Linked DNA regions of Mus musculus: regions 1, 3, 4 and 5 are each linked to region 2. Evidence: chromatin contacts called from public promoter capture Hi-C data. All regions are on one chromosome and are shown on one strand. The core of a region is the stretch at or near the end of the contact, and the rest is flanking DNA. Distances in the headings are between cores, read along the strand shown.

What was found. Promoter capture Hi-C pulls out the DNA fragments that hold promoters and counts their contacts.
Region 1: a promoter capture Hi-C map of hippocampal neurons shows a contact between it and region 2, with 8 times the contacts expected there. The contact joins the enhancer-like site here to the promoter of Dnajc21 in region 2. A contact is called at or near these places in 9 of 39 promoter capture datasets (the 3T3-L1 cell line, 3T3-L1-derived adipocytes, the C10 cell line and 4 more), 1 of 484 Hi-C or Micro-C datasets (cortical neurons), 3 of 115 datasets of contacts at active chromatin or transcription factors (astrocytes and embryonic stem cells) and 1 of 9 other capture datasets (adipose tissue).
Region 3: a promoter capture Hi-C map of liver shows a contact between it and region 2, with 2.2 times the contacts expected there. The contact joins the enhancer-like site here to the promoter of Dnajc21 in region 2. A contact is called at or near these places in 4 of 39 promoter capture datasets (hippocampal neurons, liver and pre-B cells) and 2 of 115 datasets of contacts at active chromatin or transcription factors (the SCID.adh cell line and large pre-B cells).
Region 4: a contact with region 2 is called in a promoter capture Hi-C map of embryonic stem cells, with 5 times the contacts expected there. The contact joins the enhancer-like site here to the promoter of Dnajc21 in region 2. A contact is called at or near these places in 10 of 39 promoter capture datasets (the 3T3-L1 cell line, 3T3-L1-derived adipocytes, the C10 cell line and 5 more), 8 of 115 datasets of contacts at active chromatin or transcription factors (astrocytes, differentiating embryonic stem cells, embryonic stem cells and 4 more) and 2 of 9 other capture datasets (liver and macrophages).
Region 5: a contact with region 2 is called in a promoter capture Hi-C map of pre-B cells. The contact joins the promoter of Capsl here to the promoter of Dnajc21 in region 2. A contact is called at or near these places in 11 of 39 promoter capture datasets (the 3T3-L1 cell line, 3T3-L1-derived adipocytes, the C10 cell line and 6 more) and 2 of 9 other capture datasets (embryonic stem cells and macrophages).

The regions. Positions count from the first base shown.
Region 1 is chr15:9,183,603-9,188,740 of GRCm38.p6, forward strand. Lmbrd2 (LMBR1 domain containing 2) reads left to right here. Exons shown (of 18, transcript NM_177178.3): 15 at 308-354; 16 at 2,994-3,099. Among named protein-coding and RNA genes, the nearest start is that of Lmbrd2, 46 kb to the left of the region's middle. Within about 2 kb of position 1,354, at least 7 of the 459 cell types and tissues checked have an H3K27ac peak or open chromatin away from gene starts, as enhancers often do.
Region 2 is chr15:10,468,700-10,474,132 of GRCm38.p6, forward strand. Dnajc21 (DnaJ heat shock protein family (Hsp40) member C21) reads right to left here and starts at 1,817. Exons shown (of 12, transcript NM_030046.2): 1 at 1,566-1,817. The coding sequence starts at 1,662.
Region 3 is chr15:9,302,981-9,308,244 of GRCm38.p6, forward strand. Ugt3a1 (UDP glycosyltransferases 3 family, polypeptide A1) reads left to right here. Exons shown (of 7, transcript NM_207216.2): 4 at 3,095-3,629. Among named protein-coding and RNA genes, the nearest start is that of Ugt3a1, 26 kb to the left of the region's middle. Within about 2 kb of position 3,176, at least 2 of the 459 cell types and tissues checked have an H3K27ac peak or open chromatin away from gene starts, as enhancers often do. A contact at or near this core is called in liver, where this site is marked.
Region 4 is chr15:9,210,228-9,215,818 of GRCm38.p6, forward strand. No RefSeq gene overlaps it. Among named protein-coding and RNA genes, the nearest start is that of Ugt3a1, 67 kb to the right of the region's middle. Within about 2 kb of position 3,039, at least 7 of the 459 cell types and tissues checked have an H3K27ac peak or open chromatin away from gene starts, as enhancers often do. A contact at or near this core is called in embryonic stem cells, where this site is marked.
Region 5 is chr15:9,434,331-9,440,003 of GRCm38.p6, forward strand. It overlaps Capsl (calcyphosine-like), which reads left to right and starts at 1,698. Exons shown (of 5, transcript NM_029341.1): 1 at 1,698-1,837.

The sequences.
Region 1 (5,138 bases), core at 104-2,603, 1.3 Mb before region 2:
AACTTGTAGACTCTATCTTAAGGGAAGCATTGCACATACATCCAAAGAGCTTATATGAGAGCAGAATTGTACAGAAAGTATAAACTTAGAAGAAAAGTCCAAAAGAGAGTAGAAGCTACAGAAAAACTCATCTCAGATCACCAAAAGGAAGAACATTTTTTCACTAAAGGTAGACGGGCTCCAAAGTTATCTGTAGTAAAACAGGGATTTGTAGTAGATTGTAGATACTGTATGCTCTTGCTTTGGTTACTCTATTTCTAATGAAACCATGTTATACTAAATTTGAGGCCATTTTTCTTGTCTTTAGAGAAAAGAAAAAGGCAAAGACAAGAGGAAGGTGAAAATAGAAGAAGAGTAAGTATAATAGTTTATTAAATTGCTACTAATCATGAAATATCTTGGAAACACCATGAGAATCTTACTTGGAGTATATAGTTACAGATGAGAAAAAGTAGGTAAAGGGCATAGGATTTTCTTTTCCCTTTGATGTGGATGAGTGTTTGCCTGAGTGTATGACTTTGTACCAGGTGTACTGGTGTACTGGTGCCTAGAGTATGCGGAAGTGCACTTGGGTCTCCTGGAACTGAATTACAGATGACCAGGAATGCAACCCAGGTCACTTGGAGGAGCAGCAGGTACTCTTAACCACTAAGCCGTATCCCAGCCCTGGGCATATTTTTAAAAAAGGGAACATTTTTTAAGGCTTTTACATACACGTAGCGTGCTAGGTATCCTGTCAGATTGGGTCCAATATCCATCAGGTCGCTGAGTAAACTATATATACAGTGACTGAGTAAATTTATGCAGCCTTATTGATAATGTAAATTAGGTTGCTTTAAAATCATTATGCTTTTTCTAATATGACATGTGTATTTTCATCTTTAATTTCTCTTTAGTGCTCCATTTTCTGAGGCAAATCTTTTCTTTGAGAAAGTGGGAAAAAATGAAAGAAAAGAAAATCTACTCACAATTTCTTTAACTATTTAATGTTGATGTATGTAACTGTAATTCAGGGTCAGGGTTTCTTCTTCCCTTTTGCTCCCAAATAATTGCAGAGTGTTTCTATGCCTACTCTTTTGAAACAATATCTATTTATTTTGAGACAGAGTCTCTCACTAGAGAGCCTGGAACTTGCTACGTAGCCCAAGATGGCCTAACACTTACTCGAGATCTACTTGTCTCTGTGCTGGGTTTAGCTCCCGAATGAATGACACAGAGACCTGGTGTTTTTTATTAGCAAGCTGCAAGCACTAAGCTGGGTGTGGTTCTGAGTAATTCTTCTCCAGTCATGCTGTCTACTTCCCAGCCCTGTGGTCCTTTGCCTGCATCTGAGTCTTGCCCTGGTTCGCTTAGGTCCGCCTGTGTCCTCATGGCTGCTCTCCCATTGTGACCTCATGGCAAATCCTGGTCCATCTACATGGTCTCTCCACCTTTCTTCTCTCCCTCTCTCTCCTCTCCTTCTTCTGGCCCCCTTTTCCCTGAGACCCCCCCCCCCCGCTCCCCCCCTCCCCCACAAACTGGGATCAGAAGTAGGGCACTGTTCTCTTCTCTTCTGCCCAACTAATTGGCTGATCAGCTCTTTATTAAGCAATCATTGGTAATGGGAAACAATGTTTGCTTAACATTTAGACTAGAGATGCTTGACCATGCCTATGTCCAGACTATAACCAGATGTTTGGGCATAGAGATCAGCATCTCAATACACAGTGCACAAAACCATCCCCCAACAGATATATTTATCCTGAAAAGTACTTAAAAGGAGATGTCATAGTTGTCAGTGTATTCTACCATATGCCGTATAAAAAGGAGACTTGTATATTTGGTATGGTAGGTAGCACATGCCTTAATCCCAGCACAGAGACAAGTAGATCTCAGTGAGTGCTAGCTATTCTGGACTACATAGCAAGATCCAGGCCTACTAGAGAGACTTTCTCAAAATGAACATTTTTAAAGGATAGATATGTTTTTTATTTCCCAGTTAGAACCAAAAGTAGACATTACTAGAAATAAATTTCACCTTCTATTAGGACAGTTCTTCTCAACCTGTGGGGGTTGAACAGTTCTTTCACAGGGGCTACATATTTTGTATTAAAATTTATAACAGTAGTAAAATTACAGTTTTGAAGTAGCAATGAAAAGAATTTTAAGGGAGGGGATTACCACAATATGAGGAACTGTGTTGAAGGGTCTTAGCATTAGGAAGGTTAAGAACCACTGTTTTAGAACTTTTAACTTTAGGCTGGAGAGATGGCTCAGTGGTTAAGAGCACTGACTGCTCTTCCAGAGGTCCTGAGTTCAATTCCCAGCAACCACATGGTGGCTCACAACCATCTGTAATGGGATCTGATGCTCTCTTCTGGTGTGTCTGAAGAGAACAATGGTGTATTCATATTCATACAATAAATAAATAAATCTTTTTTAAAAATTAACTTCTACAATTTACCAGAATTGTAATAGACTTGACTACATACACATTAAAAAAAAAAAGTATTCAAAATTCCCAAAGTGCCTGGCATGAATGAATGGCTTGTATAAAACATGGAATAGGTGCTCTCAAATGACCATTTCAGTTAGGTATAAGGTATAGAATGTTAGTTAATGAGGTCATACTGTCTTCCATGGTAACTCATAAGTTTCTGTGAGTCATAGTCTTACATACATCTTTAGTTACCAAAAGTGACTTATCAGATCTCCTGTATTTATAGCTTGCTCAAGTAAAAGAAGGTTTTTAACATCTTATATCTTTTATATGGTTAGGGTAAGCTTGCTATTATTATATTTTTTTGAAGTTTTAGTTAGAATAATAAATAATACAATCATAGCCAGCAAAATGTTTTTGTTAAAAATTAAAGGTGATAAAAATTGATTTTAAAGATACTATTAAAATTATACTGACTTCTAATGAATTTCTGATGAAAAATGGTTATAGTACTTTGCATCTAGACTATTGACAGTATAACAGTTGCTATATTTCGATTGGGGTTCTGCTCTAGGAGTGGAAAGAACGTTATGGACACAACAGAGAGGATTCCACTCGGAACAGAAACGTCCATCCTGACCCCAAAGAGTCAAATTTCTCAGACACGACTACCAACTGGTGTAAGTACCGTATTTCCTAGTATGCTTAGGAATTACTTTTAAATGTTTGCACTGTATAGAACTGAAACCATAGCATCTGGCATCACGAACATCTCTACACTGACTTCCTTTATCATTGTCTAGTGTGTAAAAGGAAAAGGAAATGGTGTATCAGGTAAGTAGTTGTGTTATTTCCAAGGTGTGTGCTAGGGAGGTAATTATTTCTACAATTTACCTTCATGTTTTTCGTCCTTTTCTACTAGTTGATGTAGGTTATTCATTTATCTTTATAAGAATTTGTTAAGCCTTACTGAAGTGCTTTCCCATATATGTAGTGAGAGAAAAATAAACTTCTGTCCCCAGGATGTTCATAATTTAGAGAAGTCCTAAAGATAGATACAAGTCAGCCACCACTGGTGCGAGTTAAGAAACCTGGGTGGCACTGACGCTGCACTGATGTGAAGAGGAAACAAACCCACTGACCTGGGGAAAACACCAGGAACCCTTTCTTTGTGCAGGACTTTACACTGTGTAGCAGGCAAAGTTTTGTCATTGGGGAAGATGACCTATTGCTAAGGAGCTGTACTACTGAGGCTTCTGTGAATAGGGCTCTGTCTGAGATTGAAAATGAAGTAGGAAATCTGAGCATCCTTCCCTAGCTACTCATTTGTACAGAAACAGTGTGGTTAGAGGAGTGATAGTCGCACAGGTACCCTCCTAATGGTCTGAAAGCAGAAAACAGGTACCAGAAACATTCCTGTGTATTGAGGCCATCTAAACACAAGGAAAACGGAAATCTGTAGCAGCTGAAGGGAACTAAAGCAGAGTCTAAATTCACAGTAAGTACAGTAGGTTAATTCAGTGCTCCAACATTCAGGGCCCTACAGAACGAGGCAGGCCTGCCCCATTTTGAATATATGTTATTTAGCTTAACTTCTGTATTCATTTAAATGAAATTTCTAGTCTTTAACAAGAATTTCTGAGGTATATAAGGAAATAAAGTGCCTCTAGTTTTAGAATTATCAGGCAGATCATTGGTGGAAATATCTAATTAGTATGCTTAAAGATGTAGTGGAAAGGTTGGATAATGTGCATAAAGAGATGTAGGGAATTTCACCAGGCAGCTGGAAATTATATAAAGGAGCTAAGTGGAAATTTTAGAAATATTTTAACGGCAGACTCCAGTGATGTTGCCGACTTCTCATGTAAGTTGTTAGCACAGAGAGTACACCTATGCTGAAGGAAATTACTCTGGGGGATAGAAAAAAGGTTCTCTCTTAGGAGGGTATTTTTATACCAAATATTTCCGTAATGAAAATTGAGCTGAGTGTTCAGAAATGAATAATAGTTACCTAGATGAAAGGGGTTTTATCTAGAAAGTGACCGAGCTGTTGTGCTGTGAGAGGATGTTTGGGAACGCGCTTTCTCATGACTCTAGAGCTTAAACAGGAGGCCCCTAGCAAGAGGGGCTCCAGGCAATTTAGAGACACACACTTTCATCCTCAGAAGTATGGACGTTAGAATGTAGGTAGGATTTGTAACTTGGAAGAACATAGTCTTTATTTAAATATTTTTATTATTTTTTCAATATTCACATGTATATTTGACCATATTCTAACCACTTGCCCATCTCCTTCCAGCTCATTTCCCTCTACACACCCAACTTCATAGTTTTTCTTTGTCTTAAAACAAGCAGCAACATAAAAAGAAAACAAAGAAATAAAAACAAAACCAACCAATGAGACAAATACCACAAAGTATGTTTTGTGTTGCTTCACTATTCTCGAGCATGTGGCCTGCTCTGGGTGTGGTAGATATATCCAGTATCACTCCATTTGAAGAAAACTGATTTCTCTCTCTCCTAGCCGCTATCACTTACAAATAGCATCTGGCTTAAGGACGAGACTCTGTGCCTACCTTAACTTCTCCATGCTGGGATTTTTGTGAGTTTGAACATGTACACATTCGGTCATAGTTGTGTGGGCTAAGGTATGCACAATACGCTGAGAGAAGTTGAACAACTCTGGCTCTCTCTCTCTCTCTCTCCCTTTTTGTTTTTT
Region 2 (5,433 bases), core at 567-3,066:
ACTATTTCTTTTGACATCCTGCTATGATAAGAATTCTGCCCTTTCAATAGGTGTGTGCACACGTTTCTCATTTATTGTTATCACACCAATACTTATGGTTTTTGTTCCATTTACTAGGGTCTCCAGTCTTCCACTCTTGCAAACCATTCTATATCCTTCCCCAGTAAGTACTGCCCTCCATTCCCCTGGGACTTCTTTGGCCCACCTTTGTGCTCTTCCTGAAACAGGACAGTCCCAGGCCCTCCCTGTGTTGATGCCTCAGCATCTCTAGGTACACAGAGGAACCCAGACCCCATTACATGAGTGCTCACTAGTTGCTGTATTAACCCAAACAGCAATGACACTATTTTACTCAGACAAATAGTTTGCGTCCATATGTGCAAGGCTTGTTTTCCTAACAAGACTGAAGTCCCTGTTTTAGCATTTCAAAATGTACATATAGCCCGGCAGTGGTGGCACACGCCTTTAATCCCAGCACTTGGGAGGCAGAGGCAGGTGAATTTCTGAGTTCGAGGCCAGCCTGGTCTACAGAGTGAGTTCAAGGACAGCCAGGGCTACACAGAGAAACCCTGTCTCGAAAAACCAAAACCAAAACCAACAACAACAACAAAAAACCAGCTAAAAACAAAACAAAAAACCAAAATCTACATATTATACCCTCATGCATGTGACTTGCATCTTCTCGACAGGGATGAGAAAAACTGAGCTTCAACTTGTTTGCGTTATATGGCGTTTTTTCCTCCTTTAAACAAACAAACAAACACTCCAAACTTATTAGTCATTTATATGACTATCCATCTTCTGTAGACTCTGGTAAGAACAGCTTAAAGGTAAACCGAAACTATTCTTAAAACACAACTACAACAAAAAACAGGTAAACCAGTCACGAAGAAAAAAAAGTATGTAAAATCACCCATGCCTGATGGCAATGGACAGTAATCCCAAGTAATTGCATGTAATTTACTTGGTAAGGTGAGGCAGGACGATCACTCGTTCAAAGGCTACCTTGGCAACGTAGCGAGAGACCCCATCTCAAAAGTGATTCGTTAAAAAAAAAACCAGGGGCGGTGTTGTGGATGCTGGAGCGCCTGGCAGCAGGTGCGCGGCGCTGGCTTTAATTCCCAGTACCCAGAGAGGCGGGATTGAGCCTCGGGACTCCCAAACAGACGGGGTTCAACTCCGAAGTTTCGAAGCCTGGTAGATGAAGAGACTTCGCCAAAAGTCCCGCAGACCCGTTTCACAACCACAGCAACCATGCCGGGGAAGCAAACTCCTAAGGAACCTCGCCCAGGTCTCCCGCCGTGGCAAACTCGTGTCCCGTGCGGGGCCGGGTCTGCGGGAGCCTGGGCATTGGGAAGGCGGGCGCGAGCGGGCCTGTTTAAAAGCCTGTCCCCCGGCTGGCCGGGCGACGTGAGGGGCCGGCAGCCCGGCCGCAGGAGCCGGAGGCGGCTGAGCGCCGAGCCCGCTTCCCCTCGGCGGTGCGGGCAGGGCCCCGCCGTCCCCACGGCGTGCGCCCCGCCAGGCCCGGGGTCGGCCGGCTGGGTCCCCGCCCGCCGGTCACCTACCCGGGTGCCACCTCAGGGCCAGCTTCCGATAGGCCTTCTTGAGCTCCTCCTCGCTGGCGTCGCGCCGCACCCCCAGCGCCTCGTAGTGACACTTCATGGCGGGGCTGGACACCGGGCCGGGGCCCGGGGCGGGGCCGACGCCCGGGCCCGGGCAGAAGCCGCAGCGGCGGCGCTGGCTGTCCTCTCCTCCGGCGGGAGCCCGGCGCCAGCAGCCCGCCAGCCAGCGAGCCCGGCGGCGGCGGCGGCAGCGGCGCGGGGTGGCGGAGGCGCGCGGCGGTGGACGACGCGGGCTGCGGCACGCGGGCGCGCGGAGGGGGCGGCGCCGACAGCTCCGCATGGGCGGGGGCTGGGCTGGGTTCCGGGGGAGCGGCGCGCCGCGGAGGCGGGGCCTGGGCAGGGGAGGCTGGGCGGGGGAGCCACGCCGAGAGTCATTGTGAGGGACACAGTAGGCTGTTTGGGTGGCACTCCTAGCCGGCCTGAAGGCAGGGCAAGGTAGGCTTGATAAGGAAGTAGTTTGGGAAATACCTTCCGGACCTTCGGATTAGTTCTCTGCAGACGAGGCAACTGGAGCTTCAAGGAGTTAAGTGCTGAGTTTCAGCCAGAAGTTCGTGGTGGAAACACACCGGGATTTACCATCTTTTCAATTCTCTTCAGCTACCACTTCCTAGGATCTCTTAATTCCCCCCCCCCCCCATCTTGCCTGATAATGCATAATAAGGGACAGTAAATAAGGTCATTGCCTAAATCAGTTTTTAAAGCATCTTAAAGGTAGCGTACCAAAAGCCAGGCTAGGTGCCCGGTATGAAGAACACAGCTTTAATCCCAGCCTCCACCCAGGAGGCAGAGGCCAGTTTATTCAGGAATTCCGAACCACACCTTCAATTATCTGTGAATTCAAGGCCTGCTTGAATAATGAGTTAAATTCATGATCCTGTCTCTGCTTCCCAAGTGCTGGGCTTACTGGCCTCCACAGCCAGACTAGGTTCTTTTACACATATATTAAGCAGAAAATGTCCACATCATAACAAGTACTCTTCCTAAGAATAAGTCATAAAGAAACATCAACTAACCAGTGTTGTGAAATGTCTTAACATCCAGCCTTGCTAAGACAAGACCTTAAAAAGAAAAGAGGAGCTAGGCGGTGGTGGCACATGCCTTTAATCCCAGCACTTGGGTGGCAGAGGCAGGCAGATTTCTGAGTTCAAGGCCATCCTGGTCTACAAAGTGAGTTCCAGGACAGCCAGGGCTATACAGAGAAACCCTGTCTTGAAAAACAAAACAAAACAAAACAACAAAAAGTTTATATAAAGCATTTCCTCTCCTGAGAACTTTCCTTGATGAGGGTGGGGTGGGGTGGGGGTGGACACATTTTTTTTTTCTTCCTCCCTGTGTGCTTTTGTTTGCAAACTCTAGAAGACTGAGTTGCCTGACTAGAGATGATGTTTCATGCCTGTGATTGCCAGCAACTGGGAGACCAAAACAAAAATGATTGCCATGAGTTTAAAACCAGCTTTCTGATTTAAAAAAATAAAATAATTTTTAAATACATGTCTTTTTTTTTACAACCCGCAAAAACCTGTTCCTTTACATGGAAATATTTAATAAAAGTTAAGATATTTATATGACCTAAGAGAAACCTGAGTGCTGAATGACAGGTAGATAGATAGATAGATAGATAGATAGATAGATAGATAGATAGATGATAGATAAATGGACATGACTTCTCCTAGGTTTGGTGGAGGAGAAAGTTTATTGTGGAGATAAGGGAGAGCATAGGCAGAGTCCAGAGTGAGTGTGACCCTGAGCCACATAAGGAGAGGGGAGGGGGGAGGGGAGGCGTAGAGTAAGACCAGAAGCAGGTAACTGAAATGGCTGGGTTATACAGGGAAGAGCCTCAGGGGGAAGTGTAGCTCCTGGGCTGGAAAGTCCTTGGTAGAGGGTAAAGGACACTTTATGCCTATAACAGGTAGGAACTTAGGGATGCGGGGAGAACCTGAAGGCCAAGTCTGCTTTTGATATGGTGAGTTGGACGGACCTCTGCCTTTTGCCCCAATGTTTGAGACTTTACTAGCTTAACCAGCCATGTATCTCTCTTGAATCCTAACTTTCTGCTATTAGCTTAATTGGCTTGAGAATACAATCATGGGGTAGTATTTAGCCAACAGGTTTTGGGGGCTGGAGTAGTCTATATTACATACATGATGAGATGTCTGTACATTTATTCCAATCTATTAGATGTCAAAATGGTATCCTAAAGCCTATGAAAGCACATTAATAACTTTAAGATGGAATGTTTACATACATCAGGTAGCTGTGGGTTCTATTTAATAATATATAGCAAAGACATTCATTGATAGCATCTTCGGTACAGGGAGCAACTAAACAGATAAAGGTGACAGTCCTTTCCTTAATATCCTGCCCCCTACACAATCATAAAACCCAACTGAGCTTCAGCAGTTTCTCTACATATTAGATATCTAAGTCATTACTTAAATAGTTGCCTATTTTCTCCATCATTTGTTAAGGTGGTAACGGATAGGGCTGGAAAAGTTTGGGTTTGCAAGATACCTAGGATCTTCCTTCTCCTGAGAATGGATTAGGGGGTGGAGGATTTTCCCCTTCAGCCATGTGTACTTGTTTGTAAACTCTGCAAATTTCTTTACTGCTTTGGGGTGAAGGTCATCTATTTTGGCCCATTACAATGGATTGAAATACAGAGTTAAACTGGATGTTATTTCAGTCATCTTCCATTGGTTGGTTTTGAGACTATGTAGTCGAAATTGGTCTGGAACTTGCAGGTCTATAGTTGCAGCCAGTAGGTCTCTAGAGCTAGGTAGGATTACAGGCATGAGTCACCAAATTCTGTTAAAAAGGCATTTTAATTAAACATACTGATTTTGTATAAGTGATCTGTGAGTGAAAGGAATGCAATTTGGGGAATAAAAAACCCAAATTAAACTGTTAATTTAAAACTATGACTAGAGAAATTAAGAGGAGCCGTGCGTGGTGGCACACACCTTTGATCCCAGCACATGGGAGGCAGAGGCAGGCAGATTTCTGAGTTCAAGGCCAGCCTGGTCTACAGAGTGAGTTCCAGGACAGCCAGGGCTACACAGAGAAACCCTGTCTCGAAGAAAAAAAAAAACAGAAAAAAAAAAAAGAGAAATTAAGAGGAAAAAAAAATGCAAAAGGAAAATTGTGAAACTGGAAAATTCTACCAAAACCTCACAGTGCAGACATCTAAAAAATGAAGTTCATGTCTTTCAAAACTGGCAACTTTTTATAATAATTAATATGTAATAATATATAATATATTCTCTAATGAACTCTTCCTGATGTTTAACACCTTAGTCTCATTTTTCATTCAAGGCTTTATTCAACTGACTAAATAACCAATGGCCTTTTTTTTTTTTTTTTTTTGGTTTTTTCAAGACAGGGTTTCTCTGTGTAGCCCTGGCTGACCTGGAACTTGCTTTGTAGACCAGGTTGGCCTTGAACTCAGAAATCCGCCTGCCTCTGCCTCCGGAGTGCTGGGATCAAAGGTGTGTGCCATCACGCCCGGCTCTACCAATGGCCATTTTAATCTTCTGTATTTAACCAGCTATGGCCATGAGAAATTAGCCAGTTAAGTACTTCAGGTGAATCTCTGATCTGAATCACTTGCATAACTTAAATGACTTCAAGGAAAGGAGGTTTTTTTTTTTTTTTTTTTGGTTTTTCGATACAGGGTTTCTCTGTGTAGCCCTGGCTGTCCTGGAACTCACTTTACCAGGTTGACCTCGAACTCAGAAATCCACCTGCCTCTGCCTCCCATGAGCTGGGATTAAAGGTGTGCGCCAGCACCACCCGGCTCAAGTAGTCTTACTTA
Region 3 (5,264 bases), core at 1,926-4,425, 1.2 Mb before region 2:
ACATGAGTTTAATATCATTATACACCTGCATTTGGTGACTGATGCTCCAAGATCTAATGATGACTTCCAAGACAGAAGAAATCAAACTCATATTGATGATGAATGGGAATTAAATCCTTAGAGGAAATCTTATGGAAGTGGGTGCATTTTAGGAAGCAGAAATACCTACACCAGAATGATTAAAGCTGAAGGTTTTGTTGAACAGCTGTAATTCAGATGGAAGGCTGATGCTACATGGTCACCTAGAATTCTCTCTCTCTCTCTCTCTCTCTCTCTCTCTCTCTCTCTCTCTCTCTCTCTCTCTGTCTCTTTCTCTGTGTCTCTGTCTCTCTCTGTGTCTCTGTCTCTCTCTGTGTCTCTTTCTCTGTGTCTCTGCCTCTATCTCTGTCTCTCTCTCTCTCTCTCTCTCTCTCTCTCTCTCTCTCTCTCTCTCTCATAAGAAAAGATTACTAAGAAGTAAAGAAATATTTCCATGTAGGAGGGAGGGGCCTGGAAATGACTTTCTTTTCTTTTCTTTTTAATTGGGTATTTTCTTTATTTACATTTCAAATGTTATCTCCTTCCCCAGTTTCCCTCCCTCTCAGAAACACTCTATCACATCCTCCCTCACCCTGCTTCTATGAGGGTGTTCATCCACCCACATACCCACTGCCATCTCCCTGCCCTCGATTCCCATATACTGGAGCATCTATCTGGCCTTCATAAGACCAAGGACCTCTCCTCCCATTGATGCCTGACAAGGCCATCCTCTGCTCCATATGCATCTAGAGCCATGTGCACTCCTTTGTTGATGGCTTAGTCCCTTGGAGTTCTGGGGAATCTGGTTGGTTAATATTGTTGTTCTTCCTATCGGGTTGCAAACCTCTTTGACTTTTTCAGTCCCTTCTCTAACTCCTCTATTGGGGACCCCAAACTCAGTTCAATGGCTGGTTGTGAACATCTGCATCTGTATTTGTAAGGCTCTGGCAGGGACTCTCAGGAGACAACCATATCAAGCTCCTTTCAGCATTCACTTCTTGGCATCCATAATGATGTCTGGGTTTAGTAACTGTATATGGGATGAATACCCAGGTGGGACAGTCTCTGGGTGGCCTTTCCTTTAGTCTCTGCTCTACACTTTATCTCTATATTTGCTCCAGTGAGTATTTTGTTCTACTTCTAAGAAGGACCAAAGCATCCACACTTTGGTCTTCCTTCTTATTGAGCTTCATGTGCTCTGTGAATTGTATTCTGGTTATTTGGAGCTTTTGGGTTCATTCTACTTATTAGTGAGTGTATACCATATGTGTTCTTTTGTAATCAGGTGTTGGAAACAAAATAAAAAGAGGGGGGGGGCCCTGTGGCCCTGGAGAAGAATGGAAGGAAAAAGATGCCCGCACCCCGCCAGAGTTTCCCTATTCTCTGGTCAGTCAGGTGTGGGGAGGCTACTATCTACCCTATCCACTCATCCCTGGGTGGGCATTTCTCTATCCTACTCATCAGGGAGTGGTCAAGGGGCAGCCCTGCCTGGAGACCCCTGCCCCTGGAGCTACTTGGCTAAAGCCACCAGGGTTGTGGGAGACAGGGAAGAGGGAAGAAGTTCCTAACACTGACCAGAGTGCGCTGTGGAACTTGAAGGAGCAGAGCAGAGACTCTATGGTTTAAGAGCTTTATTGTAGAAATGCAGGGGAAAGAGAGAAGGTAGAAAGGAGGAAGAGAGAGAGAGAGAGAGAGAGAGAGAGAGAGAGAGAGAGAGAGAAGAGAAGAGAGGAAAGAAGAAGACAAAGAGAAAGGGAAGAGGAGAGAGAAGTGAGAGAAGAGAGAGGTGAGAGGACAAAGGAACAGGAGAGCAAGGTGCAGGCTGAGCACCCCTTTTTATGGTCGTCACTGTTGCTAGGTAACTGGGGAGGAGTTTAGCCTGAAGGTCAGAAGCTTGGGCCATTGCTTATGTGACTACTAACCATGTTTCTCTTGTGGGGGCTGTGGGAGGTGGTACCTTAGGCAGGGGGTGGAATTCCAGGAGCATGAGGGAACGCCTACCGTGTAATGAAGGTGAATTATGATCATCGGGGTTCAGACCTCAGCTCGACTGGATACCAGCCTGCAATCACAATCAGGTTACCTCACTCAGGATGATATTTTTTAGTTCTATCCATTTGCTTAAGAATTTCATGAATTCATCATTTTAATAGCTGAGTAATACTCCATTGTGTAAATGTACCACATTTTCTGTATCCATTCCTCTGATGTAGGACATCTGGGTTCTTTCCAGATCCTGGCAATTATAAATAATGATACTGTGAACATATTGGAGCATGTATCCTTATTACATGTTCGAGCATCTTTTGGATATATGACCAGGAATGGTATAGCTGGGTCCTCATGTAGAACCATGTCCAATATTCTGAGGAACTGCCAAACCGATTTCCAGAGTGGTTGTACCAGCTTGCAATCCCACCAGCAATGGAGGAATGTGGAAATGACTTTCTTTGTGTCTGCTTGCTTTTAATTAAAAACCATATTTTGTGAAAAGCAATATGGTTTCCATAGAAACTAAAACTAATGATTTTCTATCTTTAAACAGAATAAAAGAAAAAAGTCAGGCTACAGAGCCTCTTTCCTTAAAATATATTAGAAATCATTTTTCTCTAAGTGAGTCACAATTTTATTTAGCCTGGTACTGCTGGCCTCAAAGTCACAATCCTAAGCCTACCTTAAACTCTTGATCCTCCTGTCTCCATTCCCAGAGTGCTGGAATTATAGGCTTGTATTTGTCTAGCTGCAGAATATTTTCTTTTCTGTTTTTAAATTTTCATTATTTAAATGCATTTTATATATCAAACACATTAATAATATTAAATGTTTTGAGACTCAAATAATACATAAGAAATTTGTTCAACTTTTATATTCATATCCTTTCATATCTTAAAAATATCATTAGTGAATATTTACTAATATCCATAACTAAGGATACTATATCTAATGTTGAATGCTAAATTGTATAAAAACATAGAAAATATTCTTTAGGAATTAAGCATAACATCATTCCAAATAGTGTGAAAAAGCTTCTCAAAATATGTTATGATTTATTTATTTATTTATTTATTTATTGCAGGTCCAAATATCACACCCTACTAAAGATTCATCAATACTTTGCGGACTTATGCAGTCACTTATTAAGCAGAAAGGACATCATGGAGTTATTACAAAAGGAGAACTTTGACCTAGTACTTCTTGATTCAATGGATCTCTGTTCTTTCCTGATTGTTGAAAAGCTTGGGAAACGATTTGTGTCCTTTCTTCCCTTTCAATTTAGCTATATGGACTTTGGGTTACCAAACGCCCCCTTGTCATATGCTCCAGTGTATGGTTCTGGTCTAACTGACCAAATGGACTTTTGGGGCCGAGTGAAGAACATTCTGATGTTCTTTCATTTCACCAAGAAGCGAAGGGACATCTTTTCTCAATATGGCAATACTGTCCAGGAGCATTTTGCGGAAGGCTCTCAGCCAGTGTTGTCTGACCTTCTACTGAAAGCTGAGCTGTGGTTTGTCAACTCTGACTTTGCCTTGGATTTTGCTCGTCCCCTGTTTCCCAACACAGTCTATGTGGGAGGTTTACTGGACAAACCTGTTCAGCCAATACCCCAAGTAAGTGACACATTAGCTCTCACTTTATATTTCATTCATAGACCTTCAGTACGCAGGTGGAGGTTGTCACTTGTCAGAGATGTCCTGAAAGGAAGTGCCTCAAGGTAAGGGAGATATTTGCAGCCTACACTATTAGGGCTGTGTAAGTACAGTGTCAGAATGCCCCATGCTGATATTGAAGACCTGGTTATATGCTAAGAAGTATGAGTTGGTTTTGTCCCTCTTTTGGTAGAATGACTCTTTTAGTTAGTGTTGATATTTCCAATTGAATTTTGATTACACACACACACACACAGAGAGAGATTAAATGCAGCAAATGTCTGTACATTTTGTATTTGTTACAGAGCCACACTTTTCATGATGAAACATATACCTCTTTCAGAAGGCATGTATCTAGATAGAACTTAGCAGGAGTGGCATCAAGAACTGTGTCTGTTATTCTGTGTCCCCAGTCTATGAGCCCTTTATACTTCATTCAGCTATTGTAAACCATTAAAGTTGCCATCTAGTTTGCATGATCAATGCAGGCTCAAAATCACTACCACTGAAAAATTAAAAGTACAGAGCTTATAAATTTTGATTGGTTGTTACCTGTCACTATAGGATTGTTGTTTTGTAGAAATTATCTTCTATAATTCCCTGTCCCTTGCTGGGAGGAATGACCCCCTGAGTTTTTATACAGTGGTGGCCGAGTTGTTGAAATGATAAAGGTGATATTTCTCCTATTTTCATCTAAATGCACAGAGAGTACAGGTTTCTTCTGGTTCTACTGGGTACCAGAGTCCCTACTTTTCCTTGCACTGAGTGAGAAGAAGGGTTTGGGGAGTGATCACTGAATGATATATATTTTTTTTCATTGCTGGAAGGAGTTATCAGCTATGAGTTTTGGATAAAATCTTCTGAAAACTCAAATTGGGGGAGTAGGGGTACAGTATGTAGATGTGAAAGAGAGACAGTCATCAGCTGGGTTTCCTGACTGTATCTTCAAGTAGCAGAAGATTCATCTACATTTAGAGATCTAGATGTGATTGACAGAGTCCTCACCTTCTAGACAGGTGAATCAGATACTGCCACATAGAGAGATGAAATAATTGTCAAAGAGAAGTGGGGAGAAGTGGTTTGAAGGGATGCCTGACAAAGCAGTATGGAGTTTACTCTGTAGGGTATTTGACCACATGTTTCTTTAAGAATCATGTTAGAAGCAAAATAGTTGTGGTCATTGATATAAGAAGTAGACTTTGTACTGAAACTTTCACAGAAGATAAAAGACTATATATAACTATTAGAAATTTTGTGTTTATCAAACTTTACAATTACATTATTTAAAATATATGAAACAGTTAATTTACAGAGATGATGTAAGGCATATACCATATATGCAAAAATATGAAATAAAATATGAAGAAAATTAAAGAATTTAAAGAAGTAAGGACTTCAATTCTGCCTTTATACAATGAGAAGACTATTCATATCCATTATCATCTTCATCAGCACTGTAAGCTAATCAGAACTATTAGAAATATATAGAGTATTCTTTAAATTTATTTTTAAAATCATTTTTTATTTCTTGAGTTTTTGTCCTGCATATATGCCTGTGCATGAGATATAGGTGTGCCTGGGTCCAGAAGAGACCAG
Region 4 (5,591 bases), core at 1,789-4,288, 1.3 Mb before region 2:
GGGCCACACCAGGCTAAGCAAGGAAGTCAGAGGTATGAGTTCACAGACTGTTCTCCCTACACAGGGCCAAAAGGCAGAGAGTTCAGTCACCTGGTATATTCATTGAAGAGCCTGTTGCATAGAAAACCCACTATGTGTCTTATCCATTTGTCTGAGTCTGGTACACTCATATGTAGCAAGTTACCTGCAATCATTTCATTATTTACAAATAGGCAGAAAGGAATGGCAGTAAACCTTAGGATTTGTTTTGAATCAATCATGGAACCTCCCAATGATGCTTGAGGAAGATGGAATGTCATGTCCCACTCACCCCATAACTGAAGAGCCCTGGAGGAAAGCAGCCTAGTCTGCTTCTATATTCTAGGGGCAGTGACACACTAGGCTAAAGCAGTGGAGGACATCTTGTCTCTAGGGAAGCAACTGTTTGAATCACTTGTTTGCTATCTCAAGATGTCATCTTCACAGTACTATGTTCAGCTAGTGCTGAGAAAACTATTCTAACAGATAGGATTGTTGGGAACCTTCTTGAGTTCTATATCTATATCTATATATATATATATTGGATATTAGTCCCCTATCTGATTTAGGATAGGTAAAGATCCTTTCCCAATCTGTTGGTGGCCTTTTTGTCTTATTGACGGTGTCTTTTGCCTTGCAGAAGCTTTGCAATTTTATGAGGTCCCATTTATCGATTCTCGATCTTACAGCACAAGCCATTGCTGTTCTATTCAGGAATTTTCCCCCTGTGCCCATATCTTCGAGGCTTTTTCCCACTTTCTCCTCTATAAGTTTCACTGTCTCTGGTTTTTATGTGGAGTTCCTTGATCCACTTAGATTTGATCTTAGTACAAGGAGATAGGAATGGATCAATTCACATTCTTATACATGATAACCACCAGTTGTGCCAGCACCATTTGTTGAAAATGCTGTCTTTTTTCCACTGGATGGTTTTAGCTCCCTTGTCAAAGATCAAGTGACCATAGGTGTGTAGGTTCATTTCTGGGTCTTCAATGTACCCCATTTTTAAATAGGGTTATTTGGTTCCCTGGATTCTACCTTCTTGAGTTCTTTGTATATTTTGGATATTAGTTCTCTACAGGACTCAACGGGCTCATGGATGAAGGGAATCTAATCAAAAACCCATCAAAGGCCTTCCACACCCGGACCATCGAGGTTAACCACCCTCCCAATACTATAACAGGAACGTCCTGGGATCAAAGCCATCCAGATGGCTAACGGCCCTCAAAAGAACATAATCAACGAAAAGCCAGCACAATAAGACACCTTCAGAGCACTGGTGCCCTGTCAGGAAAATGGTATAGCTGAGTCTTGAGGTAGAACTGTTTCCAGTTTTCCAAGAAACAGCCAAATTGATTTCCAAAGTGTTTGTAAATGTTTGAACTCCCACCAGCAATGGAGGGGTGTTCTCTTTGTTCCACATCTCACCAGCATGAGCTATTATTTGAATTTTTGATCATACCCATTCCAACTGGTGTAAGATGGAATCTCATAGTTGTTTTTGATTTGCATATCCCTGATGACTAAGGACTTTGAACATTTCTTTTAAGTGCTTCTTGACTGTTCCAATATATATATATATATAAAATTCCTCTGTCTAATGTAGGGTTTGTGAAGATCATTTCCCCATATATAGGCTGCTGTTTTGTTCTATTGACAGTGTCCTTTGCCTTACAGAAGCTTTTCAGTTTCATGATGTCCAATTTATCAATTGTTGATCTTAGAACCTGAGCCATTGGAATTCTGTTGAGGGAATTATCTCTTGCATCAAAGAATTCAAGGCTAATTACCACTTTCTGTTCTATTAGATTTACTGTATTCAGTTTTACCTTGAGGTCTTTGATCCACTTGGACTGAGTTTTCTGCAGGGTGATAGATATGAATCTCTTTTCATTTTTCTTCATGCCAACAACCAGTTAGACCAGTGCTAGCTGCTGACTCTGAGAGATACAGACACCCACAGCCAAACAGTGCATGGAGCTTGGGAATTCTTATGGAAGAGTTGAGGAAAGCATTGAGGGACTGAAGGGAATAGGAATGCCACAGGAAGACCAACAGAGTCAACTAACCCGGACTCTTGGGGCTCTCAGAGATGGAACCACCAACCAAGGAGCATACACAAGCTGAACCTAGGCTCCCTGCATATATGTACCAGATGTGAAGCTTAGTCTTCATGTGGGTCCCAACATGGAGCAGGAGCTATCCTTAAAGCTGTTGCCTGTCTGTGGTATATATTCTTCTAGCTGGGCTGCCTTGTCTAGCCTCAGTGGGAGAAGATGCACTTAGCCCTGTAGAGACTTGAAGTGCCAGGGTAGGAGGATACCTGGGGCGTGGGGGGGTGTACCTATTCAGAGGAGAAGGGAAGGGACAATGGAGGGAGGTATTGTGGGAGAGGGTAAATGGGAAGGGACACAATGATCTGAATGTGAAGTGAATAAAGAAAAGAAAAGCAATGGTGCTATGGTAATAATAAGAGAGAGAGAGGAAGAGAGAGAGACAGAGAGAGAGACAGAGAGAGAGAGAGAGAGAGAGAGAGAGAGAGAGAGAGAGAGAGAAGGGATCCTGAGACTGAGGTAGGTTGATGACAAGGAGACAACAAAGGCCACATGCCACAGACCCTCTTGGGTCCCTTGTCTGTGTAGGATGGGTCTCTAGTTGCAGATGGGCAAGGAGTTGTCGAATGACCGACAGATCAACACAGGAGATTGTGTAGAATCTGAATGTAATTTTTCAGGTCGAGCATCATACTTTTTATACAGAAGAATAACAATAAACCAGATGAGATACATCCACCGAGTTACAGTGACACAATACAAAAGGAATGTATACATCAAAAGAAGGTGGGGACCAGGTGCTGCTGTTAAGAAGGGAGCCAGGTGTAATGCTAGTCTATTGTTAAGCCCACCACCAGGGGTTCTTAGTAAATGCCTGATTTATGCTGTTTCCTTGGGCCACGTGAAGAAGCCTGTCTCAGGGGGATTCCCTAACTCTTTTATAGTGAACCCACCTGTTCGCTAGGCCATTGTGAAATTCCCTTGTCTGGGTAAGACTGGCTATTGTCTCAAGTAAACACTCTGCAGACCAGCCCTGAGCTATTCCAGCATCTGTTCTTTGTAATGTCTAATTAGTTTCACTGTCTCTACTAGAAGTAAATTTGAATGTTACTGAATAAGTAGCCTTCTCACTGAATTCCTACTGAATTCCCAGTTTGTCAGCTTCAAGGATTTTCTAGGATGTTGGAACACTGTTTAGCTATGTCAGAATTCAACCTTAAAAGGCACTTATAATAAGATAATACTAAAAGAGAGCACGTGGATCCATACACCAGACTAATGTGGGAATAGGGTGTGAGTATACGGGTTATGAGAACGCTAAAGTTCCAGGAGGTGAGTTTCCATGAAACTCTGCCTCGTGAGTGCTCCCAGGCCTCTCGGAGCAAACTTCACTGGAGTATGCATAGCATTCTCCCCCTTTCTTATTTCTCAGCCGAAGTTCCAAAATGTCCTGCCTCATCGTTGCTACAGACCTCAGGAGTGCTCTAAAGATGAGTGGAAACACAATGATTGCTAATAAAATAATGCCAATAATAATAACAAGTAGGATTATTTATTGAACCCAATCCAGGGGATTCAATGCACTTAGGTTATTTTTTAAATCTCTGGCCAATTCATCAATGTTCCAAGTGTCCAAATGACTTTTGCTAATATCTGAAATTTCTGCCTTTAACTGTTCCAAGTCATGAGAAATATCAGTATCTCTCCATACTCCCTGCAAATGAGCTTTAGTCTTTTCCCAATCAATGGTTGTATTATAAGGTAATGGGGTGACACAAATATATTGGAATGAAGCATGACATTTAGTAGCTAACCTAATCTTAATATTTGCAACATCTTGCCCTATTGCCAGCACTACTTCTTCTAGAGCGTTATCCTTTGCCTCCAATTTTTTATCTATAATATGCAGCTCTGACAAGGCTATGGAAATATTCTTATGTATATCATTAACAAAATGAGCAGTATGCAGTCACTGAACTAAGACTGTGGTAGATAATGCAAAAGAAGTTAAAATTGCAATTAAGGCAGTAATTCGTAAAATCAGAGCTGCAACAAATCTCTTAGGTCTAATAAGTTCGTTTAATCTTTTAAAAGTTTGCAATCCTGAATTCTCAAACCAAGGATCATTTCCTAACTCTACAGGCAGCAAAACATAAGCAGGTCTCTTTAGCAAAATCCTAACAGCAGATTCCTTATCTAAATTAAGATCTATACAATTAGTTAATTGACAAGAATTACAATGAATGTGAAAAGACTTGCCAAGATTGGTGATCTATCAAAACTTCCTAATAATATGGCATACGGGTAAAGTAAACAAGCTTTTACAGCTATAGGGGAGTTGGCTTGAATGGCCAAAAACAGTGTCTCTGATGGAATCTTGTCCAGTACTCTGTAGCAGTCCCTCTGCCTCAGGAATCATCATTTTTACTTGTCTCCAGGTTGACACCAGGTCAGCTCTCCTTGCTGTAGCCCATGGCAGAGATAGGAAGTTTCTTCATCTTGCTTGCAAGTGGCTGCTCTCCGATTTCCTCCTCTTCTGTGTGCTCAATACAGCTTTCCTGTCACCTCTGTCAGGGCACTCAAGAAATCACAGGTCAGTCTGTCACATTGGAAGCTAGCATGCTCCTGCAGCATTCTGTGGAAAAAACAGAAACATTGCCCCCTTTCCCCCATATTAAATATCTGAACAGGCTCATGCCATGTGCCAATAAGTGGATCCTATATCTCACCTAGACATGATTATGTCTAGTTTTTAAAAATAAAAATGTAATTTAAATAATTGCATGGGGATATAATTTCTCCCCTTTGTTTTTTAAGAAGGTATAGTTTTTAAAGTTCTACAATACCTTGTCTATGAGAATTATAAAATATCTCAGTAACATGAGTAACATTAAATTGTTGACAAAACATCTCAAATACTTGACTGTTATAGCCAGTTTCAATATCTGTTTTAATCTGTTTTGGAACACCCACCAAGTCTATTAAAAAAATTAACATAGGCAGTAACTAATTACATTTCAGTTATTTTCTCTTGTAGAACAGTTGTAACTAGAAAGCCTGAAAATTTATCAGTAGTCACATGTGCACATTTTATTTATTTATTAATCAGAAATAAGAGTAGCAATGGATTGTTTTCTCTGTCAAAGAATTGCTGTGGGCTCATAACAATAACTAGAATAAGCAGCTAATATTTGATTTCCATTGATCATAATTGATAACAATTGATCACAGAAGTTTCTTCTGCTCTTTGTAAAGCCTTTTTGTTTCTCACCAATTAATTTGAATCTCACTTGATAGCACCTAACAAAGGCTTAAGTGCCCCTGTGGTGAGTTTAAGGTGAGGTCTTAGCTGATTAACATCTCTTGGAAGCTTTTGAAAATAAAAATTTTGAAGCAAATCAATTTCTCTTTCTTAGATTTTTTTTTGTACCACAATTTTCTAGTGTAACTAAAACCCTAAATATTAAAAAAAGATATTGCCTCTGAATCTTATGGAGCAACAACTACTCCCCAGAAATT
Region 5 (5,673 bases), core at 448-2,947, 1.0 Mb before region 2:
TCATGACAGTTGAGAGATTTTTATTTAGTTTTTAGATTTTCAGATGGAAGAGAAATATATTACAAATGACCTTGCAATGCATTATCTGTATTTCATAGTGGTGCAGATTATCATTTGAGAATGTATTAACTTGGCATAGGATTGAGAAAATGAGTAAATAATTTGGAAATGTTGAGAGGTTTCATAGCTACTAAAAAGAGAATCAGAAATGTGGTTTGAAAAGAGCAGTAGCATTACTGTATGGGCTTAAGAGCTGATCAAGAATTCATAATTTTATTTGATAAAGATAGGAAGAGCTCAACACAGAGGTACAGAGAAGTGATTTTTATAATCACAGTTAACCTGTTTATTCTCTAGATCTGACCAAATACACACACACACACACACACACATCCCAAACAAACAAACAAACCCAGCAGTCTTTTATTAGCAAGGAGTGGGCCTAGGCACCATATTCTAATCTCTAAATAGGATTTCCCATGAGGAGCTATGATGCCTTGGGAAACTGTGATTGGAAGAACCCATTTCCTGCACTCTAGTCCAGACCCTTCTGTCTACCTGACTTCACTCCACCCTAATCACATCCAACTTCTAGACCCATCCTTTCTTCTGCTCAGGGCCAAACTATTTGCTGATGATACATCCTGGGAGAGGAGAACGATTGTCTTCAGCCATATATCCACTGGTGACCTCACCAGGCTCCAATGGATGGTTCCAATCCAATGATTACACAGCCCTCCTTAAACTAAATCGGACCAAAACAAGACAGAGAGGCATGAATCTGGAAGTGAGAAGCATACTGAATCCCTGCCCGTGTCCGCACTTTCCCTTAATTTGTTAAATACCATGCCCTACTGGAAGGAGACTTGGAAAGAGACTAAGGGAAGTTTTGAGGCAAGTGATTATTAATGTTGAATAAATCTCATTTGATGTTTATGTCAAATCTCAGAAATTATACTGTTCATTTGAATGATATTAAAAATCAACTACCACACTTGTCTGAGTAAAATGTGTAACAGGAAGTGGACCAGAGGCCTTTCTAGAAAGTTCTGTTCCTAGTTTTTTGGATGACTCCAGGGTAGATGGAGCCTGGGGATGGGAGTGTGGTAGGCCGTTGGATGTTACAGATACTCAGGGTAGAAAATGTGGCTTAATTTACTCCCAAAGCAAACAACAAGCCTGCTTTTGCTCTGGCAAACATATTGCTAAGAACAAGTGTGGAGCTAATAGAGAACAAAGGGTAAAGTTACAGAAGCTAAAACACCGTGGGGAAAGGTATCTTCTTAGTGTGTGAATGTAGAATTTAAAAAACGAGGGCATTGCCTATAATTGCTGCTACTTGCTCCTAAGGGTTGTGGTTTCCTGATTCACCTGGCAATAAGTCACCAGGGAGACAGCCTTGTAGAGTCAGAAGGGAGCCGCCTGAAGCAAGTATGGCAATTTATCAAGCATTTCCTTTTAAAACGTGGGATACCAGTTTTGATGCTGTTTTAGAAACCAAACAATTGCCAGTAGAACTTCCGCCTACCATTTCTTCCAGAACAAACAGCTTGTTGGGTTTTCACAGTCACTGGGATTTCCTAGGTAACGAGGAGTGTAAACTTGAGAAAAGGCAGAACCAGCATATGAATGACAGCGAGCGGAGCCAATCAGAGCATGACTTTGCTTCAGCGTTCCCAGGCTATCCAATTAGAACTGAAAGCCTTGAAAGGCCAGGACAGCAAAGGAAGACAGGTAAGAGGGAGACACAGGACCATGGGAGGAGACTAGAGTCCCCAGGGCCAGAAGTCCAGAGTTTCACCGTGAAGCAGCCTGCGGCTACAGACGAGCATTTCAGGTAATTCAATGCTTTCATTTGTTTAATTCACTGTCACTGTTTTTGTTTCATTTTTAAGATGAGGATCTCTTATCTAAAAAGAAAAGTTAAAAGTCAGTGAGAATGCATGTCCTGACGAAGCCATCCCTAGACTCTCAGTGCACAAAGAGCACAGCTGGTCCCCAGGTGTAGACTTTTGGAATAGATGCTTAGACAAAAATCAATTTCATTTAGCAAAGGCAAAAGAGATAACACTTTCAGAGTGGTGCCTATTTGCTGGGTCATTGGATGAGAAGTTTCTTTGATGACTTGCAGTAACTATCCCGATGGCCACAGACAAAACAGAGCTTAGAATTCTGTCTCCAACTCACAAAATGATCAACAGATTTAGCATTATTCCCATTTATTCTGTGAGATAAGTTTGTACTGATTATACCACATCCTGTGAATCCATGACAGATGCAGGATAAAAATTTAGAGTTTTTAATTTAGCGTTTTTTTTTTGTTGTTGTTGTTACTTGAGAATTGAATACATTAGTACTATATTTATTTAATATCTACCCTCCACTCTCCACTCTTTAAATTCATGGCCTCTTCTTTTTTAATTCTCTCCCTTCTCCCCCCTCTCTGTTTCACACACACGCACACATACACACACACAGGCACGCACACACACACACACACAGTGAGCTTATTTAGTGATGCCCATGAGTACATGCATGTAAGACTGACTGCTTCGTGTGAGATGCGTTATCCAGAAAGTCCTCCCTATAGAAAATGGATTCTCTCTGTCTCAGCAGCCATTGATTGACTGGAGCTCTTTTTTCTTATGATTAAAAAAACAGAAAACCAAAAATCACTTCTTTGAGATCATAACTGTATTATGCCCCCATCCCTTAACCTCTCCAATCCTTCCCATATGCCCTCTTTGCTCTGTTTAAAATTGGCCATGTGTTTCTTTTTTTTTTTTCATTTTTTATTAGGTATTTAGCTCATTTACATTTCCAATGCTATACCAAAAGTCCCCCATACCGACCCACCCCCACTCCCCTACCCGCCCACTCCCCCTTTTTGGCCCTGGCGTTCCCCTGTACTGGGGCATATAAAGTTTGCAAGTCCAATGGGCCTCTCTTTCCAGTGATGGCCGACTAGGCCATCTTTTGATACATATGCAGCTAGAGTCAAGAGCTCCGGGGTACTGGTTAGTTCAAAATGTTGATCCACCTATAGGGTTGAGATCCCTTTAGCTCCTTGGGTACTTTCTCTAGCTCCTCCATTGGGAGCCCTGTGATCCATCCATTAGTTGACTGTGGGCATCCACTTATGTGTTTGCTAGGCCCCGGCATAGTCTCACAAGAGACAGCTACATCTGGGTCCTTTCGATAAAATCTTGCTAGTGTATGCAATGGTGTCAGCGTTTGGATGCTGATTATGGGGTGGATCCCTGGATAAGGCAGTCTCTACATGGTCCATCCTTTCATCTCAGCTCCAAACTTTGTCTCTGTAACTCCTTCCAAGGGTGTTTTGTTCCCACTTCTAAGGAGGGGCATAGTGTCCACACTTCAGTCTTCATTTTTCTTGAGTTTCATGTGTTTAGGAAATTGTATCTTATATCTTGGGTAGCCTAGGTTTTGGGCTAATATCCACTTATCAGTGAGTACATATTATGTGAGTTCCTTTGTGAATGTGTTACCTCACTCAGGATGATGCCCTCCAGGTCCATCCATTTGGCTAGGAATTTCATAAATTCATTCTTTTTAATAGCTGAGTAGTACTCCATTGTGTAGATGTACCACATTTTCTGTATCCATTCCTCTGTTGAGGGGCATCTGGGTTCTTTCCAGCTTCTGGCTATTATAAATAAGGCTGCTATGAACATAGTGGAGCATGTGTCCTTCTTACCAGTTGGGGCATCTTCTGGATATATGCCCAGGAGAGGTATTGCTGGATCCTCCGGTAGTACTATGTCCAATTTTCTGAGGAACCGCCAGACTGATTTCCAGAGTGGTTGTACAAGCCTGCAATCCCACCAACAATGGAGGAGTGTTCCTCTTTCTCCACATCCTCGCCAGCATCTGCTGTCACCTGAATTTTTGATCTTAGCCATTCTGACTGGTGTGAGGTGGAATCTCAGGGTTGTTTTGATTTGCATTTCCCTGATGATTAAGGATGTTGAACATTTTTTCAGGTGCTTCTCTGCCATTCGGTATTCCTCAGGTGAGAATTCTTTGTTCAGTTCTGAGCCCCATTTTTTAATGGGGTTGTTTGATTTTCTGAAGTCCACCTTCTTGAGTTCTTTATATATGTTGGATATTAGTCCCCTATCTGATTTAGGATAGGTAAAGATCCTTTCCCAATCTGTTGGTGGTCTCTTTGTCTTATTGACGGTGTCTTTTGCCTTGCAGAAACTTTGGAGTTTCATTAGGTCCCATTTGTCAATTCTCGATCTTACAGCACAAGCCATTGCTGTTCTGTTCAGGAATTTTTCCCCTGTGCCCATATCTTCAAGGCTTTTCCCCACTTTCTCCTCGATAAGTTTCAGTGTCTCTGGTTTTATGTGAAGTTCTTTGAGCCATTTAGATTTGACCTTAGTACAAGGAGATAAGTATGGATCGATTCGCATTCTTCTACATGATAACAACCAGTTGTGCCAGCACCAATTGTTGAAAATGCTGTCTTTCTTCCACTGGATGGTTTTAGCTCCCTTGTCGAAATCAAGTGACCATAGGTGTGTGGGTTCATTTCTGGGTCTTCAATTCTATTCCATTGGTCTACTTGTCTGTCTCTATACCAGTACCATGCAGTTTTTACCACAATTGCTCTGTAGTAAAGCTTTAGGTCAGGCATGGTGATTCCACCAGAGGTTCTTTTATCCTTGAGAAGAGCTTTTGCTATCCTAGGTTTTTTGTTATTCCAGATGAATTTGCAAATTGCTCCTTCTAATTCGTTGAAGAATTGAGTTGGAATTTTGATGGGGATTTCATTGAATCTGTAGATTGCTTTTGGCAAGATAGCCATTTTTACAATGTTGATCCTGCCAATCCATGAGCATGGGAGATCTTTCCATCTTCTGAGATCTTCTTTAATTTCTTTCTTCAGAGACTTGAAGTTTTTATCATACAGATCTTTCACTTCCTTAGTTAGAGTCACACCGAGATATTTTATATTATTTGTGACTATTGAGAAGGGTGTTGTTTCCCTGATTTCTTTCTCAGCCTGTTTATTCTTTGTGTAGAGAAAGGCCATTGACTTGTTTGAGTTAATTTTATATCCAGCTACTTCACCGAAGCTGTTTATCAGGTTTAGGAGTTCTCTGGTGGAATTTTTCGGGTCACTTATATATACTATCATATCATCTGCAAAAAGTGATATTTTAACTTCCTCCTTTCCAATTTGTATCCTCTTGATCTCCTTTTGTTGTCGAATTGCTCTGGCTAATACTTCAAGTACTATGTTGAAAAGGTAGGGAGAAAGTGGGCAGCCTTGTCTAGTCCCTGATTTTAGTGGGATTGCTTCCAGCTTCTCTCCGTTTACTTTGATGTTGGCTATTGGTTTGCTGTAGATTGCTTTTATTATGTTTAGGTATGGGCCTTGAATTCCTGATCTTTCCAGAACTTTTATCATGAATGGGTGTTGGATCTTGTCAAATGCTTTTTCTGCATCCAACGAGATGATCATGTGGTTTTTGTCTTTGAGTTTGTTTATATAGTGGATTACATTGATGGATTTTCGTATATTAAACCATCCCTGCATTCCTGGAATAAAACCTACTTGGTCAGGATGGATGATTGCTTTAATGTGTTCTTGGATTCGGTTAGCGAGAATTTTATTGAGGATTTTTGCATCGATATTCATAA